2 separate regions of the Mus musculus genome follow, and region 1 is linked to region 2. A link is a contact called in public Hi-C data. All regions are on one chromosome and are shown on one strand. The core of a region is the stretch at or near the end of the contact, and the rest is flanking DNA. Distances in the headings are between cores, read along the strand shown.

What was found. A called contact is a pair of places that touch in the nucleus more often than the background predicts.
Region 1: a contact with region 2 is called in a Hi-C map of neutrophils, with 5 times the contacts expected there. The contact joins the promoter of Pnrc1 here to the enhancer-like site in region 2. A contact is called at or near these places in 1 of 484 Hi-C or Micro-C datasets (neutrophils) and 3 of 115 datasets of contacts at active chromatin or transcription factors (the SCID.adh cell line, large pre-B cells and pro-B cells).

What each region holds. Positions count from the first base shown.
Region 1 is chr4:33,247,240-33,250,881 of GRCm38.p6, forward strand. It overlaps Pnrc1 (proline-rich nuclear receptor coactivator 1), which reads right to left and starts at 1,548. Exons shown (of 2, transcript NM_001033225.2): 1 at 709-1,548. The coding sequence starts at 1,158.
Region 2 is chr4:32,766,163-32,769,684 of GRCm38.p6, forward strand. It overlaps Mdn1 (midasin AAA ATPase 1), which reads left to right. Exons shown (of 102, transcript NM_001081392.1): 95 at 920-1,009; 96 at 1,780-1,895; 97 at 2,491-2,665. Among named protein-coding and RNA genes, the nearest start is that of Lyrm2, 32 kb to the right of the region's middle. Within about 2 kb of position 2,144, at least 70 of the 459 cell types and tissues checked have an H3K27ac peak or open chromatin away from gene starts, as enhancers often do. A contact at or near this core is called in the SCID.adh cell line and neutrophils, where this site is marked.

The sequences.
Region 1 (3,642 bases), core at 298-2,797, 480 kb after region 2:
ATGGGCACATCTTGATCAAGTACAATTTCAGTACAATGGCTGCTTTTCGTGTCACTACCAACAAAGAATTCTTCAAGCTGTATGAAAAAGGTGGTTTCGGCTTTTGTTTTTCATGCTAAGACAACTCTCAAATCCTTTAGCCTCGACAAAACTGTATCCCAGTTATCCAGATCCGTTAACCGAGGAGTCCATTTTATAACTTCTAAAAACTCATTCAGGGCGCTGCTTAGAAGCCCCCTCCAGCGAGGCAAGCTCGTGCCGGCCTGCACAGGGCCCGGGACACCTTCGCGTCGGGCATCAGACGGAGACTCCTGCCAACTTCCCAACAGCAGTCCGACTCAGCGGATCTGGCTGTGCGTGGGTCCCGCCCGCCCGGTGCCCCACTGGGCACCGCGCCTGCGCCTGCGCCTCCGCCCCCACCCAGCACCGCCTTCATGAGCGCCCCAGAGCGCTGCACGTAGCGGGCTGACGTCAGCCCTCCGCAGGTCCCTGAGCCCCGAACGCCGAAACCCCCTGGAGCGCCGCCAAGCTTCTAAATGCAGGCTGTTGCTGGGCCGTAGCCGCCGCTCCCATTGGCTGGCTCCGGAGCCAATGGGCGGCGCCAGCGCAGCCGCCCAGCCCCCCTCCCGCTTCCGCCCCACCACTCGAGCGAGCGTCACGGAAACTTCCCTCCCGAGTAAACAGCCGCCCCGCCCCCACCGGCCCTACCTCCTTCGCGAGTGGGGGCTGTCTGTGGAGCAGGGCAGTGGCCGCCAGACCTCGCTCCTCCTGCGCGACGATTGGCCCCGGCGCCGGGCTGCGACCACCCTCCAGGCTCGGCCGGTGCTGCTGGAACTGGTGGAAGCGGCTGGGCAGCTGCCCGGCCGGGCTGGCCCGCACCTTTTTCTTCCGCCGCTTCTTGGGCGCCGCCCGCGGGGCAGCCGCCGGGGCCAAGGTGCAGCCGGACGGCGCGGTGGTGCGAGGCGCGGGCGCCAGGCACGGCCCGTCCCCCCCGAGGAAGTGCGGCAGGAAGAGGGTGGGTGGCAGCGCGCGCGGGTCCGGAAGGCGCGGCAAGGGCGGCGGGGCCGGGTTCACCATCGGGAGGGCCCCGAGGAACCCGAGCGGCGCTAAGCGGCCGCTCAGAGCGAGATCTCGCTGTGGGACGGAGACGACGGTCATGGCGCGGGGACTCGGCAGAAAGGCGGGGAGCAGGAGTCACGGGGCGGCGGCGGAGGCTGCTGCTGGAAGGTTCGGAGCAAGGACCATGACTCGGGCGAGGCGGCGCAGCAACAAATAGCGCTGGCCACCGCGGCCAGTGTTGTTACCCGAGGCCCCGCCCCGTGCCCGCCCACCTCCCTGCGGCGGCCCAATCCGCGTGCGCCTGCCAGGCCACTCCCTCGGTCCCGCCTCCGCGCCCCGAGGCAAGACACAAACAAGCAGCCTGCTGCAGCCCTTCACAAAGAGCGCACGTTGCGCAGGCGCGCCCAACGGGCTCTTACCGAGAGTGTCCCGTGAACAATGAAGTTCGACTTCTGCCTCACCTCCCTGGCAGCGATCCTTTGGGGTAGCCTGGGGGTGGGGCAGGGGAGGAGGAGGAGAGAGGCGGTGGAGGAACTAGGAAGCTTCTGACCTCCAGAAAGGACTGCTTTGTAGGTTTTCGATTTCAGCCCTACATAAAAATTTTAAGAGATTTCGGAGAACACTAAGGATTTATTTCACTAAGGATTTACAGCACTGGTGAAGATCTGCCTCCATTTAACCTACAGTGAAATTTGGCTATGTGGTTTCTCATTCGGTTTTCCGACGCTGCCAATTAACCCTGGTGGTGAAAATAAAAAAGGGTTTACTGAAGGATTCTTCAGCTCATCAGAAGTACTCTATAATGCCGAAAATGGGCCTTTAATTTTTTACTGCCTTTATAGCTAAAGATCTCTGGGAGTCTCTTGAGATCTCACATTGCCCCTGAAACTTGATGCTGCTGCCAACCAATTGGCCTTTGTCCCACCCAGAGAAAACAGCTCTGCTACAGTTGCTAGCTAACTGGGTTAACAGAATTCTCTACTCACAGTTTAATACAGAAAAGAACTGTAGACACCAGTTACCAAATAGGACCTCAGAACCAATTTCTGTAATTCATCTTGTTTGAAACATACTTCTTTAATGATTGGGGCTTTATTTATTTAGTTTCCTCTTTTTTCTTTCTTCGAGATGGCGTTACTCTTTGTGTAGCCCAGGCTGTACTCTGTACTCGATCTGTAGACCAGGCTGGCCTCGAACACAGAGATACACCAGTCTCTGCCTCCCTAGTGCTGGGATTAAAGGCCCATGTCACCATTGTCCAATAATTTTTTTTTAATCATTTTACAGTAAGGCATACAAGAGACTAAAGAATTAGACACAAATCATTAAAAAATTAACAGAAGAATCTGAACTCTGGTCTAGGTATGGCAAGGTCAAGACCTGTAACACTAGCTCCTGGAGAGGCAGAAGTAGAGGATGGGAAATTTCTAGTGTAGGGAATTTAATGAGACTCTGCCTCATAATAAAAAGAGCAGGGCATCTAGATGGATCAGTGAGTAATTAAAATGCTTGCTATATAAGCCTAGCAGCCTGAGTCCCATCCCTGTAAGCCACCTAAAAATGAAAGACAGCCAAAACCACAAAGTGGCCCTCTGACTTCCAAACACATTCTGCCGCAAACCTGCTTCCACTACACACACACACACACACACACACACACATAGACACACACACACTGTGAGGAGAACAGAAGATGGGAATGAGCTAGGAGGTTAGAGGCAGGGAATAGTTCCATTGTCTTTGGCCAGCAGTAGGGAATGTCTTTGTTCTCAGGCTAGAGATCCCAGAAGGGAGCCCTGACATCTTACTTCTTTCTACACAGCCACTCCCAGTACATTGATTCTTTGATAGTGAACAGATGATGGTGAAAGTCAGGAATATCCATTCCTGATTTCAGTTCAGACCTTTTTTTTTTTTTTTTTTTTTTGAGACAGGGTTTCTCTGTATAGCCCTGGCTGTCCTGGAACTCACTTTGTAGACCAGGCTGGCCTCAAACTCAAAAATCCGCCTGCCTCTGCCTCCCAAGTGCTGGGATTAAAGGCATGCGCTACCAAGCCGGGCGATTTCAGCCCTTCTTGTAAATGATGTCAGGGTGAGCACTTCTGAAGTGGTAGTCGTTGCATGCAGTTCCCTTGATCGGGACTCTGTTGAGGCTCATCAAGAGACAGCTATCTCCTAGTCAAAGTTTGGAACCCACCACTTGCCAGAGTAGAAAAATGACCTTTTGGTAACTTCCTTTTCATCTCTTTTACTTTCAGATTCTGGACTCCGGAATGCTTTCCCGGGCACTCTGGGATTGTTCACTTTCCTCTGAAGCTGTCTAACCCCTTTCTCCTTGTGGCCCCTTACAAAAAGACGTTTTTCTCTCCCTCTTCTCCATCTTTTCTCTCCAGACAGCTGCTGAGATTTACACCATGCCTGCCTTACAGTCTTGGGAAAAAAACAAAACTAATAAACTCCTTGAGCTTCTGTTCTAAACTACCTTATTAGTGAGACTAAGAACCCTGAGTGAGAGCTTCAATTTCCCTGGTAGTGTGTGACACCCAAAGGTGACTCCTCAAAATGTCTAGTAACAATAAGTAA
Region 2 (3,522 bases), core at 894-3,393:
ATTACGATGGCACTAGTTCTTGGCATTGGCTCTTAGGCATTGGCATTCCAACCTAGGCTATCACTTATGTACAATTGACAACTTATGACAGTTATGTAATAATAATTTTTTACTTTTGGGGGGTTGGGTGAAGGGTGGTCAGTGAGGTTTGTTGTGTGAGTGTACCTGTGGAAGCCAGAGCACAAGTTCAGGCTTCATTGCAGGTGGTGGTGGTGGTGGTGGTGGTGGTGGTGGTGGTGGTGGTGGTGGTGGTGTCATCGTTTGTTTGTTTTAGTGGGGTTTTTGGTTTGGTTTTTGGTGTCTGTGCGTGTATGTTTGTGTGTGTGGTATTTTGTTTGTTTGTTTTGTTGAGTTGGGTGTCTGATTGTCCTAGAATTTTCCAATTTTCTAAGAAGGCTTAGGCTGAGCAGCCAGCTCCAGTGATCCTTGTGTCTACCTCAGCCCTGTGTATCAGCATGCCTGGCTTTTGTTGCTTGGGTTCTGAGGCTAGAATTTGTGTCACACTTGTAAGACATACACTTACTTAACCATCTCTCCAGCAACCAGAGGAGCCTTGTAACTAACTGAGCCTTGCTCTGTGGTAATTGGACTTTGTGGAGCTAGGGGCTTATCAGAAAGTGGAAAAGAAACCCCTGAGGCTGTCTGTTGTCCTCTGGTCTCCTATATGTGTATCCATATACACACAAAAAAAGAGATTTGGTTTGTTTTTTAATTAGGCTATATTTTATAAGTGATAAAAGTTCCATTCATCCAGTTGATCCCAAAAACAAGAAATGGAATCATCTGACTGTACCCTTAAATTTGCTTGAGCTGTGAGTTGAGGCGTACAACTGCAACAAGGTTGCAGCCACAGACAGCAGCCAGTGATAGGTCATTGATTCCAACCTGGGCCACCACTTACATAGCTTTTCCTTCTTAGCCCATTTTAAAAGATATCAGTGAGCTGAGACAAGAGATGGAAAGGCAGCTGGAGACATGGCAGGCGCACGACTATGGGAATGCAGAAGAAGTAAGTCAAAGTTGTTGGGGTTTGTTTTTCTTTTCCACAAAATAACTTGCCTGTTTTTGTAAGTCAGTAGGTTCTTAGCCACAGTTCCCTTTGTAAAAGGCTGATGGAGACTATACTGAGAACTTTCCCTAAGCGGGATATGCACTGATTCTGCCACCACATCTAGAGTCTCACTAAAACAGACAGACATACTTGGTTCCTTTAACTTGTATAGCTGGCTTTGTAAGGAAGCCAGGCAAAAGTTCATGCTCTGTAGTCTTGAATGGTCTTCAGGTCCTTGCTGGCTATGTGGAGTGTATTTTAATGATTTAACCTCTAAATATACGGTGTATATGCATGCCTATATTCTGTGTTTATTACCGTTCTCCCTACCACGCATGTGTTCGTGCTCAGCTGTAGTCAGTATGAAGCCTTTGTGTGTGTGGATCCCTGCTGTTGAGGGGGATTTGTGTACACTGTCACTCTCCCTCTTGAAAACTAATGAGCGCGCTCAGGTACTTGAGCTTTGCCCAGAGTTCACATTCCCATGCCGCTGTGCAAAGTATCAGGTCCAGTTCTTAAACTGGCAGGAGCAAACTGTTGAGTGAATTCCCATTGTTAACTGCCCCTTGCAACTGTATATTATGGAATTGGGGGGGGGGGGCAGTGGATTTTATTTAGTTGGATTGCTGCTTGCTGAGAAAAGCTTTTAAAGTGTTTTGCTGAGAAGGCTTGTACAAGTTCTTTTCTGCTTCAGCATTCTAATAGTAATTTCTATTTTGCTGTCCTAGGAGAAGGCTGCAGCTGAGATGTGGCAGAATTACCTAGTCTTAACTGCATCTCTTTCACAACAGCTGTGTGAGCAGCTTCGTCTCCTACTAGAACCTACACAGGCAGCCAAACTAAGGTAAGTCTTCCCTGCTTGAGGCTTCTGGGTTGCTGTTTCTGCTCTCTGGGCACTATTGTGTCTGCTACGGTCCCCCATTAGCTGTAAGTAGGAACTCTGTGTGTGTGTGTGTGTGTGTGTGTGTGTGTGTGTGTGTGCGCGCGCGCGCGTGTGTGTGAGATGAGGAAGTACTACATGAAGGTGGCTTACATTCTGCTGTGTGGGAACAGCCACAGATGTGGTACTGTTTCCTGTGCTTATGGCGTGTTACTCAACTAGGGTCAGAACCACAACGATTTGGTCAGAGTCGTGGTTGAGAACAGAAAAGGGAAAGCATATGAGGCTTTGTGTATTTAATACAGAAAAAATTACTCTGTAATTCTGTAGATGTGTTTTAGCTATTCTGGAAAAGCTTAGTTATTACAGTCAGATCTGAGGTGCTCTGGCTGACAGAAGGTGCTAATTACAGTCTGCATTGGATGTCATCATTTTGCCAGGAATAGTTTCCTGACCCTGGCTTTTAATTAATTATTAAGTTTTTAATAATGTGATTTTGTCTTAAAATTCTGAGGCATGAGCCTGTGTTCATCTTTGCTCCCATTGGTTCCTGTAACAGAGGAGACTATCGAACAGGGAAACGACTGAACATGCGGAAGATCATTCCATACATTGCCAGTCAGTTTCGAAAAGACAGGATTTGGCTTCGTAGGACCAAGCCCAGTAAACGGCAGTATCAGATTTGTCTGGCTATCGATGACTCCTCAAGCATGGTAGACAACCACACCAAGCAGGTAAGGGGAGAAGCAGCAGGCTCGGGTCCTCGGGCTGGCTCAGTAGAGCTGGCAGGAAGGATTGATGGCTCCATCCAGAAAGGGGGTTTAACATTGCATGTCATGGCATTCCTGAAACTGGTTTCTAGGGGGTGCTGGGTTTTTTTTTTTTTTTACAGTGATTTTTATTTGGCATAAGCCAGCAGCTGACCTCTCCTGGAAGAGGCTAGAATGCGCCCTGAGTCCAGTTCACATTCCATCTCCCCATAACTTTGGACAGCTTATTTATTGTCAGTTTCACTTTTTTTTTTTTTTTTTTTTTTTTTGTTTTTTCGAGACAGGGTTTCTCTGTATAGCCCTGGCTGTCTTGAAACTCATTTTGTAGACCAGGCTGGCCTCAAACTCAGAAATCCACCTGCCTCTGCCTCCCAAGTGCTGGGATTAAAGGTGTACGCCACCACACCCGGCTTTCACTTTCTTTTAAAAAAAAAAAAAAAGAGGATTATAACAGTACTTACCTCAGTGATGAAGACTAAATTAAATATAAATTAAATATAAAATACCTAGGTTAATGCTTTTTTTAAACCAATTTGTTCTAAAACTGCTGTCATTTATGCAAATGGTAGTAAAAATTTTCTTATAATTTTCTCACAGTTCAGCATGCCCCTCATATGTGGGCACTATGTTGGGTTGATTTACTGATATAGATGATAAAAGAATTGTTTAAATCAATTCTGACCCAGAAATTGGAAAGTATTAAAAAATGAAGAGGAATTTGTTTTTAAAACCAAGTTTGTGGTTTTGTTTTTTGGTTTGGGGGGTTGGTTGTTTGTTTTTCATTGCATTCATTCCCTTGTCTTTTCTACAGACAGCCTAAT